2 separate regions of the Mus musculus genome follow, and region 1 is linked to region 2. A link is a contact called in public Hi-C data. All regions are on one chromosome and are shown on one strand. Each heading gives the region's core, a stretch centred on a gene start, on an enhancer-like site or on the middle of the called end of the contact. The rest is flanking DNA. Distances are from core to core; before and after follow the strand shown.

What was found. A called contact is a pair of places that touch in the nucleus more often than the background predicts.
Region 1: a Hi-C map of liver shows a contact between it and region 2, with 2.9 times the contacts expected there. The contact joins two enhancer-like sites. A contact is called at or near these places in 1 of 39 promoter capture datasets (liver), 10 of 484 Hi-C or Micro-C datasets (3T3-L1-derived adipocytes, the AML12 cell line, the HPC-5 cell line and 4 more) and 4 of 115 datasets of contacts at active chromatin or transcription factors (differentiating embryonic stem cells, extraembryonic endoderm stem cells, heart atrium and 1 more).

What each region holds. Positions count from the first base shown.
Region 1 is chr13:114,752,573-114,759,640 of GRCm38.p6, reverse strand. No RefSeq gene overlaps it. Among named protein-coding and RNA genes, the nearest start is that of Gm34790, 62 kb to the left of the region's middle. Within about 2 kb of position 1,685, at least 4 of the 459 cell types and tissues checked have an H3K27ac peak or open chromatin away from gene starts, as enhancers often do. A contact at or near this core is called in extraembryonic endoderm stem cells and liver, where this site is marked.
Region 2 is chr13:114,675,539-114,681,983 of GRCm38.p6, reverse strand. All of the region lies in intron 3 of 4930544M13Rik (RIKEN cDNA 4930544M13 gene), which reads right to left. Among named protein-coding and RNA genes, the nearest start is that of 4930544M13Rik, 72 kb to the right of the region's middle. Within about 2 kb of position 1,788, at least 66 of the 459 cell types and tissues checked have an H3K27ac peak or open chromatin away from gene starts, as enhancers often do. A contact at or near this core is called in extraembryonic endoderm stem cells and liver, where this site is marked.

The DNA of each region.
Region 1 (7,068 bases), core at 436-2,935, 78 kb before region 2:
ACTACTCTTGCATCTAAGAAGATGGAATTCATAACTTAAAGTAACTTCTATCTTAGACTTTAACTCAGCCCGTGCTGGTGGAGCCAAAGTAGTATTTCTCCTTGAGCTGGTGGACTTTCTGACTTTTTATTCATCTTTTTTAAAAATACACACTCCACAACACGTTATCAGCACAGAGCACCAGAGATGCTTGTTAAACAAATTATTACCACGTTTTTATTACATCAATTTAATCTTGCTTGTCATACTTTATAACTGGAGTTTGTCACATGACATATTATTAGGTAATTATTCCCTTTGGAATTGTGTGTTAAGATGATAAAAATGCTAAATTCAGAAAGATAGTTGCTATTTGGAAGATTTCTTTTTTAAAGCATTCTCAATCTTGCTAAACTTAGGTCTTCTTGACAACTCTCACTGTTTTTGTTGTTGTTGTTGTTTTGTTTTTGTTTTTTTAAGACCTCTGGTTCCTGTGGGTATGAGTCCCACCCAGGCCTTGGATTCCCTCTGTTACTTCTAGAACATGAAGTGATGCTTCAAATGAAAGAAGTGTTGTATACCAGGATTTCAGTGAATTAGCAATTCACCTTTTGTATTTCTTGATGATGACTTTCTACATAAAGGAAGCCTCTGTCAACAGGTCTCTCTCTCTCTCTCTCTCTCTCTCTCTCTCTCTCTCTCTCTCTCTCTCTCTCTCTCTCTCTCCCTCCCTCCCTCTCCCTCTCCCTCTCCCTCTCCTCTTTCTCCTCTCTTTCTCCTCTCCTCTCCCTCTCCTCTCCTCTCCTCTCCTCTCTTCTCCTCTCCCCCTCTCTCTCTCCCTCCCTCCCTCTTTCCTCTCCTTCACCTATCTCTTCTCTCTCCTCTCCCTCTCCTCTTTCTCCTCTCCTCTCCTCCCTCTCCTCTTTCTCCTCTCTTCTCCTCCCTCTCCTCTTTCTCCTCTCCTCTCCTCCCTCTCCTCTCCTCTCTCTCTCCTCTCTCTCTCTCTCTCTCTTTTCTCTCTCCTCTTCCCTCCCTTTTCTCCTCTCTTTTTCTTCTCCCTCTCCTCTCCTCTCCTCTCCTCTCCTCTCCTCTCCTCTCCTCTCCTCTCCTCTCCTCTCCTCTCCTCTCCTCTCCTCTCCTCCCTTCTCTTCTCCTCTCCCCCTCTCTCTTCCTCCCTTCCTCTTTCCTCTCCTTCACCTATCTCCTCTCTCTCCTCTCCCTCTCCTCTCCTCTCCTCTCCTCTCCTCTCCTCTCCTCTCCTCTCCTCTCCTCTCCTCTCCTCTCCTCTTCTCCCCCCCTTCCCTCCCCCTCTCTCTCCCTCCCTCAAATTTATTATAGAACAAAATTTTAATGCTCTCAAGCTCTGAATGAAGATGCAAGAAGTATCAGGGCCCTCCCAAACCTTGCAGAATAGACCTCTCTTATGAGAAATTCAAAAAAAAATAAGTTTAATCATCTTTCCTTCATTTTAAAATACTTCTGTTGTCATTGTAAACTCAAATAGTGCTATGGATACTATAATAAGTGAGGACCCAAAAGGGATCTTATGGAGAATTCTAGTTAATTATCCTTTCAAGCAACCTTGACCTCGATATATCAACCTGGGGAAATGAAACTAGGGCCAAAAATTGCACACTGCTGACAAGGGAATCTGTGCTTTGTTCCAGTGTTGTTTGTTTTTCCCAGATTCACCTCCTTGTGACACAATTTCTCCATGACCTGGGTAGGTCAGCTTTACCTTGCCCTGAAGAGGTTCTTCCTACTTGGCGTTGCTTCAGTTGCTCACATTTAATCTTACTACAGTCACCTTTGATCACATTTTGGATGAAGCTGATTGGTTAGGACTTATAGAAATATGTTTTAGGTGAAGATCCCTTCTCTGTGCCATGACCCAGAGCACACCAGCCAAACTAGACCCTAGTCACCACACTGAAAGGCACTTTGAGAGAACTCCTGAGGAAGACATAGGCTGTTGGCACCTTATTGCTAGTGTCATTTGGACAGCTCTCCATTGGGTGGCAGTACATGTTCAGAACAACCCTCCCAGTACCAGCTAACAATAGTTCCAAAAAGGAACTTGAAGTTCTTTTCATAAATTCTAATAATAGTCTCTTTTAGAAAAAAAAACAACAACAACAGCTCATTGGCCATGTAATTGATGAGAGATGAACAAGAACTAAACTAGCTTCCAGATGTTTATGTATTTTAGTCAATTACTGCAGAGCCCATAGGTACAGATATAGCTATCATCACTATTGTATTACCAATATCTCCTCATTCTCTGGCATTCAAGTTTTAAAAGCTAATTCTATGCCAATAGGGATTTAAGGGGAATATTTAAATTATGAGAAATGAATTCACCAGTCTTTTCCATCAAGTGTCTGGGACTCATATTACCATACTTGGTCTCTAAGCTCATTTAAAAGCTGTGATCCTTTCTATCTGGCAGGGTTTTGGGATATAGACATGATCTTGTTTTCAACATGGAATTGGGAGTTGGGGGAGCTGCTAAGTTACCGTTCCCACTGAGTTATGTGTAGAACCATTTGGTCAGTTTTCAATCTCTGACACACTTGTCTTCTAGATTTGACATTTAAACATTAACCTACTCAGACCTGTAAGTTGGAGAAAGCCAGTGACGATGCTCTTGGGGGATTCGTGTTTGGTGCCTCTCTCTTGTGACTGTGTGTTTATGCTGAAGATGCTTTTTAGTTACTTGAGCTAGGGTGCATCTTAGAAAGTGTTTTTCTGGCCACAGACAGATACCATCTGTACTTAAGTAAACGTGGAATTATTTGTAAGGGGGAAAAGATTATTAGCACCAACTGAAAACCAAATGTTCCTAAAGTGAGTCCTTGGAGCAAATGACGGAGGGTTCACAGGGTTTCTTGGAAACGTTTACAAGACGCAGATAGTTTACCTAAGTCATTGGCATTGAGAGACCACTAAATATTGCTTTAACAATTCTTAATGATTTTAATCGTCAGAAATTATAGCTTACACACACACACACACACAACTGGGTGGGAAGGACAGTATATGTGCTTTAAACATACATACTTAAATTGTAAAAAATATTTTGTGTATCTACAGACATTTTTACATGGCATACAAAGGGAAATGTATAATTAATTCTTTTTCCCCTATTACTGCAATAATTACAATCACATAGATTTTCATAGAAATTTTTTAAAGCTTTTACTATTTTATCCATTGAGGGAAATTAAGCTATGTGTACAAGTTAATCCATAGAAAAGCAGATATGCCTCATGTTTAATTAGTTCTATGTTTGCAGAATTGCAGTCAGTGCAGAATGCAATGTAAATGAAGTTAAATATCAGTTTCCCTTGGCCATTACTTGAGAAAACCACCCAGTAGTGTTGTATGCCAGGGATGTGTGTCAGAGACAATCCATCCTACAAGAACACATGTTCCTGGGAGGCAGCATATACAGCATGTATTATTTTCCCTGTGTACCTTTTTAACAGACAGCTATGGACTTTGATAAAATTTTCAAAATAGATTTCTTGATCAGGTGAGGGCTAGAATGAATGTTCCCATAGACACTGTGTGATGGCACAGAGAAAAGGAGACAGTTATCAATCCCTAAACCCTCTGGGTAAAGGGAAACGATTGTTGGATTTGAGCTGGGCACGATGTTCTCTGCTGCATGTGATAATGACTGTCTGAGGTAGGAAAGAGTGAATCAAGCAGAAACCATGCCTATTGTACTTAGACGTCCTCCCTGTTCACCTCCCTGCTTGAAGATAATGAAAATGGGGTGTGGTTGGTGCTTGTGGAAGGATTTCAGTGTTTTACACTGCTCATTCCTGCCTCAGAGCACGTCTCAACCATATCTGTCTGGTGTTGTTCCTTGGGTAAACAGCGGAAAGCTACCTCGGAAAGCCTCTATTGGCAGCCCATACAGAGATTCTACCTACATGTGATCTCAGTTCTCCTTTTCAGTTCACTGACGCTGAGATTAAGAATCTCCATGCCTATCAGTGAAGGAGACTGTTAGGACATTCTGGGAATTTTTTTCTTTCATAGTAGCTTTAGGAAATGTTCTTAAATCGCCACTACTGGAGCAGGCATATGGCCACTTCTTAAGACTTCCCAAGAACGTATCCTTCACAGTACAAATGAACCAGTTTCTAAGAGGACTGTTAGCTTTGGATTGGAAGCAAAACTTCAATTCTGATCAATTTCCTTGTAAAGTTTCCAACGTTACCTAAATGCTAGTTTGGCTAAATATCTGAAGATGATAGAACTGATTACAAACAAAACTCTTACCATTAATAAAGAAAGAGCTAGGTTTATTTATTTGCTTTTCTAATGACAACCAAAACCCATGATGTGAAAGAGCCTTGCATCTTCTCATTCTTCAATAAGCTACTTCACTCAGGTCCCAGATCTTATGTGTGGTGTCTATTTTAAAAGCCTCCCCAACCTCCCTATTACAGGAGGACTCATATTCTCCCTAAAATCCAAGGTCCTAACCCCAAATGCAACTGTGTTAAGAGATAAGATCTTTAAGGAATTATTTACCATTAAGGGAAGACATAATTGGTAGGGCCCTAATTTAGAAGGTATCCTTACAGGAAGTAACTCAAATTGTCTCTTAACACCTCTTCTCTCTTTCTCTCCCCCTCTCCTCTCCTCTCCTTTCCCCTCTCCTCTTCTTTTGATGAAAGATGTAAGTAAAGTCATGGGAAAACACAGCAAGAAGAACCAGGAACCAACTCCTATGACTTGTGGATTTTGGCCTGGTACCCTCCATGGCTACGAGAAAGTGAATGTTGCTTAAGCCATGAGTTTTGTGCCTTTGCTGAGGCGCCCTCATCAGATGCTCCTCATTGACAGGATGTGTGTGGCCTCCTTCCCAGTTTTCACATCACTGTGTTGATTTCCTTTACCACATTTATCACAATTGGTAATGGTTATTGCAATGCATTTACTTTGTCCTCACCATCAAGATAAAAAGTTCTAAGATCACTATAGATGTTTTATGAATTGTCTGTGGGGAACAGAGAAATGCCAAGGAACCAGGACTCCATAGCAAAAATAGCTTATAGGAACTAAACTAAAATAGCATCTTAGAGTAGATTAGGTAAGAGAAAAGTGCCATCTTGAATTGATATCTAACTGGGAAATATGAACCAACAAGATGTGCTAGTAGATGTTATCTTGAAGGAGATGGAGATGGAATGAAGAACCAAGGATAACGCTTAAGTTTGTACCAAAAAGGAACCAGAAAATAAATGGTGAGGGCACTTTAAGAGCTGTGAAGTATAATGGAACCCATTCTATGTTAGAAGATGTCTAGTATGGATGCTTCCTATTCTAGCTCATTGCTTCTCAAAATTTAAAAGTATGCACAGGAACTATCTGGGAATCTTTTACAAATTTGGGTTCTGATTTAAGATCTGTAGTTTGTTCTTCGCCCAAATAAGTATTACATTATTTGGTTACTCTAGATATGTAATACATATTAAAATCACACAGCATGATTTCTTCAGTTTTTGTCCTTCTCTTTCAAAATTGTGTCCTGACCATAATAAGTTATTAGTAACAGGCAGCATTTCCTCCAAATTCGTGGAACCCATCAAGTTAGGGACCCCAAGTATTTCAGAGAAGCCTTTGAAGGAAGTGTACAAAGGGAAGTCCAATACAAATGGTACACCTTAGACAAACTGCTGCCAACCACAGATGAAGGGGCCACCTTAAGGGCATTCAGAATAAAAAGCATATTCACTATGTCAAAGAAATGAGACAAGAACCACAGCTGACTACTTTTCAACAACTATACAAGCCAGAGGATATGAGAGTGTTATCCTTAAAATACTGCAGGGAAAGAAGACAGGAATGATGAGTTATAACTATAAGGGATGAAGAATTCATCACGGTAGATTCTTAAGACATCTCAAGAATAATAAGCAACTACCTTCCACTTCTACATTTCCACTAAATCTGTATGTTTACTATATTATTGTAGAATTTGCTATATTATAAGTCTGTGGTGTGGGGGAAGTGGGTGAGTTCACAAAAGGGCAAAAATCTTCAAATTATCTTAACAGAAATATAATCTAAATAATGTTATGCAAAATGTATAAGTCAAGTTAATAATGTAAAATGTCCTCCCTTTTTGGTAAATTTTGCTAAACATTTAAGAAGGAAATAATACTTATTTTAGAAAAAGTATTTCATAACATAAAAAGGGAAACCTTCCTATGTTTTGTGAGGCCAATGTTACTCTGATAACAAAAGCTTAACATCCTCCATGTACATATAAACAAAAATTCTGCAAAATATTAGCAAACCAAGTCTTACTATATATAGTATGATTAAAACAAAGTTTATTTCAGGAACATAAGATTGCTTAAGTTTTATAAAAATCAATATTATTCACAATATCTGTGTTCTTTTAAAAATATTTGTTTTTAAATGAGTGTGTATGTTTGTGTGCATGTATAAATGAATGTGAGTACCAGTGGAAGCCAGAAGAGAGTGCCTGAATCCTGGCACTGGAGTTACAGGAAGTTATGAGCCACCCTATATAAGTCCTGAACTCTGATTTTCTGAAAGAGAACCAAGTTCCTTAACTGCTGAATCATTTCTCCTGTCCCTATGTTCATATTCTAATAAGAAGAACTACACATTTATCTCCATAGGTGCAGAAAGCATTTGACTGCATCAAATATCCACTAATCATAGAGTCTCCTAAAAGTAGAAACAGGTATGGAATAGGTTTAGGAATGCAGACGTTCAAAGTATTGCTTTTATTGTTAGCGATGAAACTCAAGAAGAACAAAGACCAAAGTGTGGATACTTTGCCCCTTCTTAGAATTGGGAACAAAACACCCATGGAAGGAGTTACAGAGACAAAGTTTGGAGCTGAGATAAAAGGATGGACCATCTAGAGACTGCCATACCCAGGGATCCATCCCATAATCAGCCTCCAAACGCTGACACCATTGCATACACTAGCAAGATTTTGCTGAAAGGACCCTGATATAGCTGTCTCTTGTGAGGCTATGCCGAGGCCTAGCAAACACAGAAGTGGATGCTCACAGTTAGCTATTGGATGGA
Region 2 (6,445 bases), core at 539-3,038:
AGCTACAAAGACACAGCTTGTTGCACTGAGTTCTGTATGTGGTCAGCAGCATCACTTCTCCGATGGTATCACTTATGGCCACCAAGCTGTAGGAAGAACGACGGCAAATGTAGACGTTGATTAAAGATTTGTTAGTAGATGGGTGTTGGAAGGGAAATGGCCAAGGTTATCAAAGACTCTGGGAAAGACCTGTAAGCCAAGTCTCCCTGAGTGAAGTTCAGAGCACATTGAAAGTTTTATTCCAAGAGAGATGTAACTACTTCAGCGTATAAATAGAATTAAATAAGAAAGTTGTTTTATACTAGGGCTTTGGAGGGGACAAGACCACCCTACTCTATCAAATTTGTCTCCGGTTTCTTTCAGTGATGTAATGGTTAAGCCTTATCATATGATCAACGATTTCATCAAATCTTTGCTAAGCAAAAGTGGTTCATTGCTTTTGAGTCATCATTTGGAGTCTACTTAGGTTACATTTAGTTAATAAAGAAACAAATAGCTGAACTCTGTTTTGCCTTTTATATCTCATTCTGTTTGTCAAATACTCCAGGCTTAGGGAGGGTCAGCTCAGCACAAACTGCTGCACATTTCCAGAGCAAGTGCAGATTCTGTAATCTGTTGTGTAACAAGACTCTAGGGAGCCACCTCGTCAAAGCAAAGACACTCCCCTAGAGAGAAACTTACCCTTCATTAATACAAATTATGTTGAGGACAACTCATATCCTGAGGATAGGAAGTAAAAGGCGATCTACCCACTCTCGCCAGTACCTGATGTTCTTTAAAACCATCACTTTCACATGGAGGAAGTAGTCTCTTGAATGCAGAGCCCATTTGTTCCCACCCTAAGGCAAACAATGGTGCATCTGAGAGGTCTCCTTCCTCCCTGGGCTCTCACTTTCATACCCTTTGTTACTCTCAAACCCAGATGGAGCTAGAGATGTTTCTCGAGGCTGTTCACTCGTGCAAACCAAACTGCAGTGTGGAAGGAGTTTTGTTGTGATAGTGGTGGCAGTGATTATTGCACACACACACCCAAATCCTCTTTGTTGACAGTAATACAGTACTTTAATCAGTTAAAGGGAGTTCTATTTGGCTGTGGCAATTCTGGTTGCAAAGAAACAAACTATATTCAAATAAAACCAAAAGGAAAAGATTCCATTTGGGACTGGGCTTTCTTCTCAATAACTCTCCCTGTCCCCGAGCATTGCAGGCCAGTGAATATTTGCTAATACTTGGATACTGTGGGGAAAGAAATGCTGGAGAATAGCAAGAGCCTCTTGTCCCCACACCTTGGGCAGCATGAACTGTGTAAGAACACATCCTGTGAGACAGGTTTTCTAGCCGAATGGAAACTTGGTTGGTAACGGGACTCGCGCTTGGGTGAATAATTAACCCAGGTGTTTGCCTTAGCTGTTACTGTATAACAAACCACCCCAAAAGACCGAGACAACCACAGCCTATCAGCTCCTGACTCTGCAGTCTGAGGCTTTCACCAGAGCAGGGTTTGGCACGTTCTAGCTGTAGCTGTCTGTCTCTCGTGTGTCTGTAGTTATCTGAGGGAACAGAGTGAGACTTGAAAATCCAAGATAGTCTTATTCACGTCCCCGGGGCTTGTCTTTTCAGCTAATCTCCACAGACTGTAACTGCTTGTGCTTCCCATAATTACTGTTCTCTTCTCTAGCATCATTTACAGGAACTAATTCACCTGGGGCGTTTGCCGCTGTTGTGTGCTCCTACAGCCCCTGGGTACTGGCCCAGCCTCCTACACTACAGCTGAGCTGGTCACCCTCTGTGACTTCACCTCCCCATCTGATTTCTGCTTCTGCCCAGCCCCAATGAACACAAAGTGGATGTCAATAGCTTGAGAACAGAGCCTTCTTGTTTGTGTTTTTATCCCTTGCATCTGGCACTGCGCCTGAATAAGAGATTACCTGTTGAGGAAGTACAACTTAATGGCCAAATTGGGAATTAAAAAAATAATAATATTAATTCCACTGCTGTGGAATTTCCACAAATTCCACAAAACGGAGATTGGGTAAAAGGAAGTAAAGAGCAGGGCTTTGAATGATGAGTCATTTTGATGTGGTAATGGCAGAGTTTGATAAAATCTGCTTTTTCATGACTACATTTGACTGAGGTAGGTTTTTCTCAAGAAAAATAGGAAAACAGTCGAAATCAGTTAATACAGAGGTAGGAAACAATAATATTAGTGTTTTTACCATTTAGGAGTATATGAAATACCTAGCAAAATCATTTTTAGATGAAGATTTTTTCCCTCATCTCACTTTATTTTAACTACTTATTCTCCTATAAATAGTGTTATATAAGTCATACATATCATATACATAATTCTTATTTCCTGAGTGCCGTGATAAATACACCATAGAATAGGAAAATGCAGCCAGATAAGAGGTATGTGAAAAAAATCAAGGACAGAGTTTTGGGGAACAGTACTTGCCAAATGGGTGAAGGGAACCCGAAAGAGCCAAAAGGATTAAAACAAGAAACCATAGCAGCAGGTACCTTTCATGGAACCCTGAACTCAAGAAGATCAATTAGAGTTGTCTTAAATGCAGCAAAGGGCCAGGCCTTTGGCTCTACGGACACATTCGCCAGATGGCTACACATCCAAGTGAGAAAGCACAGCGCTGGACCCACTTTGGGTGTCCGTTCTTTGAAAGAGGGAAACTTCTAGAGAAGGGCTTCCCTCTGGGCAATCTGTCAACACAGCAATCAGCTGGAAGTGAGTCCATGGGACTGGCAGCAGGACGTGGCTGGCACACCTTAATTCCATTTATTAAAACCCTGCTCTAGTAACAGAGCAAGTTTAGACTTCTGTTTGACAATTTGAGAGCAAGGAGACTCAAATCTCCATTGTTAAAAGCACGAAAAACCACATTCTGGGGTGGTAGTAACTTTCAAAGATGACTCGTGATCATTTTCATCAGAATTCTACTAAAGCACACAATTATAGGAGCAGTGTGTACTAACCACAAAATGAGTAAAGTTTCTGTTATAACGTGCAGAGTTTGAGTAGATGGAGCAAGTATACAGTAACCATCAGAATGATGTATAAGGGAGTTTGCTTCCTGGAAGGCTGCCTTATGGAAGCTGCTGATACAAATCCCTGGAAATAAGAATATGAGCCTTAGGAGATGTGTGTGTGTGTGTGTGTGTGTGTGTGTGTGTGTGTGTATGGAGGGTGGGGGCAGGGCTTTGCAGAGCATTGCCTTAAATTAACTTCATCACCCAAGAAGCATATCCATCTATACTCATCATTTGGGGGGAATTAGGAGGTAGGATGAGACTGGATGTCAGCAAAGTAATAACACTGTGTGCACAGTGTTCCAGGTGGATGGAGGGGAATAAAAGGGAAAAGCTTTGAAGTGTACAGAAATATGGATTTCTCCACTCGATCTAGTCAAAGCGAGTATTTGGATGAGATACTTGTACTAGTTTAGCATGTATTTATTTACTGGATGCCTATGTGGCTGATGGACAGAACACCACGAAGGATTCAAGAATGCATGTACATAATTCAGATATTTGAACAATTTCGTAGTGTAGGAGTTATAAAAGAATAAATATCAGAGCAAATTCAATGTAACTACTGATGCAAACTAAATATATTATATGTAATATATGTATATGTAACATATATTTAGCAGGACTATATGTAACATCTGCAGCTTGAATTCTGTATGTAAAAAATGGGGTTGAAAACCCAGGATAGCTTTGAAGCCATTCACCGGCACTTGCATACATTCCAAGTATTTGCTTTGGTAATCAATAAAGCTAAATGACTCTAAATGATATACATTTAGTAAAATCATGGCGAGCAAATGATCATCACCCAATTTTCCTAATTCCCAAGTCTCAAAAGTGTCAAAGGACTCAATATTTTGAACTTAAACCTTTTGCTACTCAAATTCACCTCCTTCGTCATCAGTTCCAAGAAGGCTTTCAGTCAATCAATGACTGTGTCAGGTGATATCTTACTCATTGTCTCTATTATCACAATGACGCCTCGTCAGTTGTATACAATTGTTCACCCACTACACTACAATCTCTATCTAAGTGGAGGTAGATACTCAACACATGCAAGCATATGGCCGGCTGGGTAAGAAACTAACAATCGTGCATTATCTGAGGAAACTGTACTAGAAGAGAGGCTTTCTTACCTAGCTGTACTGTTCTGAATATCCTTCCATTTCGTCTCATCTAAGCATGGCCCAGGAATCTCTAAGTCCTTTCCAAGTAAGTTTACTGAATCAAGAAAGCAAAGCCAGAGGAAAGAAGATTGGGAAGAGTGTGTATGCTTCTGTGTGAAAAACACTTCCACATTTTAGCAATAACAACAAATTAGCATTGATTTACTGAGGACTTCCATAGCATGATCTGTGCTTACTATTTTGACTTTCTCAACCCCACAGCATGCCTACTTCAGCCATGCACTAAAGCAAAGCCTTAGAATGAGCTAATATAACCGCAGTGTTACATGGTTTCAACATACCCGAACCATAACAGTGATATGTTTCTTCTCGTCCTCCTACCAAAATCTGCCTTCTGCATCTAGTAGTAAGTATAAAAGTCCTTTGTGATGACTAGGGTAGCTACAATGTTGTTTCCTAAGAATAAACAACAATACCATCAGACTGTAAGGTCTGTTTGAGGAACAGAAAATAACGATATCTACTGATAATGTTTTTACCCTATTTCTATTTCAGAAAGCAGTAACAGAATCAGATGGGCATCCAACTGTCATTTTGTTATTGGTACAGCTAGATTGAAGAGTGTGGCATGGAGTCAAGACTCTCTTCCTCTCCCCTGGCATGGAACTATGGCTGAAACACTGGAAAAAAATCACAACTAGGCAGCTCAGATCACTGTCCTAGTCTACCCTCACTCTCTGCTCCCCCCAAAGGGGAATCTCACACTTATTTACCAGCCCTTTTCTAAAAGAAAGAGAAGGGGATTGTCAGCCACAAAGTTTACAAAGGGGTGGTATAAATACAACATAAAGAAAAGAGAATCCAAGATGGCGGAGTAGAGGTACCACTTTCTCTACAAAGAACTCTAGGCAGCTCTTTCCATTTGGCTCTATAATAATGTCCATTGAGAAATTCTCATATCTCTAAGATTTCTCTCATCTATAGCAAGGAAGTCTGAGGATTGTCCCATTTACTGTTTATCTTAAATCCAGAGTGTCTAGTAAAAAACTGAGTCCCCCTGACCTGAGGCTGGGAAGTCAGGTCTCTACTTGCTATGCTTTGTCTTTGTTTCTTACAGGATTCCTATTTTCCATTGCTGAGTTCCAGTCACTTCCTCAAACATCGTCTTTAAAGGCTATATCCTCACACTGCTACCATCACTTATACGTGTATGCTGACCATGGTTTCTGTTGCTTATGTCCTTACACTTGCCTCCTGCCATCTAATTATCTCTAGTGCTACCTGCCTTCACTATATCTGACTAGAGCCTGTCCTTCCTGTAATCCTGGTTGTGTCAGAACTTCTCAGAGTTCAGATGTCTCTGTGATCCTGTGACTCTGTGATCCTGCGATCCTGATATCCTGAGTATGTCAGAGCTCCTGGGTATCAAGTTGCCTCTGGGATCCTGAGTTCCTGATGTGACCAAGCTCCTGAGATCCTGGGATCCTGTGAGCCTGTGGAGCTGGACTTATTAGAGCGCCTGGGAGTGGAGCTTTTTTCTGGGAGTTGTGGAACTGGCTGTGGACTTCATGCTCAAGGTCTGCTCAGGGCACCAGCCCAGACTGCAAGGAACTCTTGCCGCTGGTCAGGCGGAGTTCCTGAGTCCCGCTGGTCCCAGACTTCCGGTGTTGGGGCAGGTGTTGTGTCCTCCTTACTTATGATCCTATGATCATAGGAGTGTTAGAGCGCCTGGGAGTGGTTCTTCCACTGAGTGTTGTGTGACTTCCTGCAGAGTTCAGGCCCAAGGTCTGCTCAGGGCACCGGCCCAGACCAGAAGGAGCGTGTGCCACTGATCAGAGAGTTCCTGGGTGCTGGGGTCCAGCTGGTCCCAGTTACTTCCAGTGTTGGGGCAGATGTTGTGTCTTCCTCACCTCTGATCCTATGATCCTGGGCCTCTCCTTTTTCTACAGTCCAGGATTTCCTGTTCTGGAAGCAATCACACACACACACACACACACACACACACACACACACACACACACACAGAGACACACACAATTAAAAGGTACTTTCCAACATCAATGTAATGTCATCAAGGTAATCCCCTACAGATATACCCAAAGATTGGACCAGAAATGAATAAAATAGATAAATTCAAAAGAGCAATAAAACAGGGTTGCCATTGCAGGGAGAGGAAATGGAGTGAATAAATATACAACTAAGCTAAGTAAATATAAAAGAAAATACTCCAAAAATTCATACTCAACTTTCAAAGGAGCCATTACTACTAATATGTT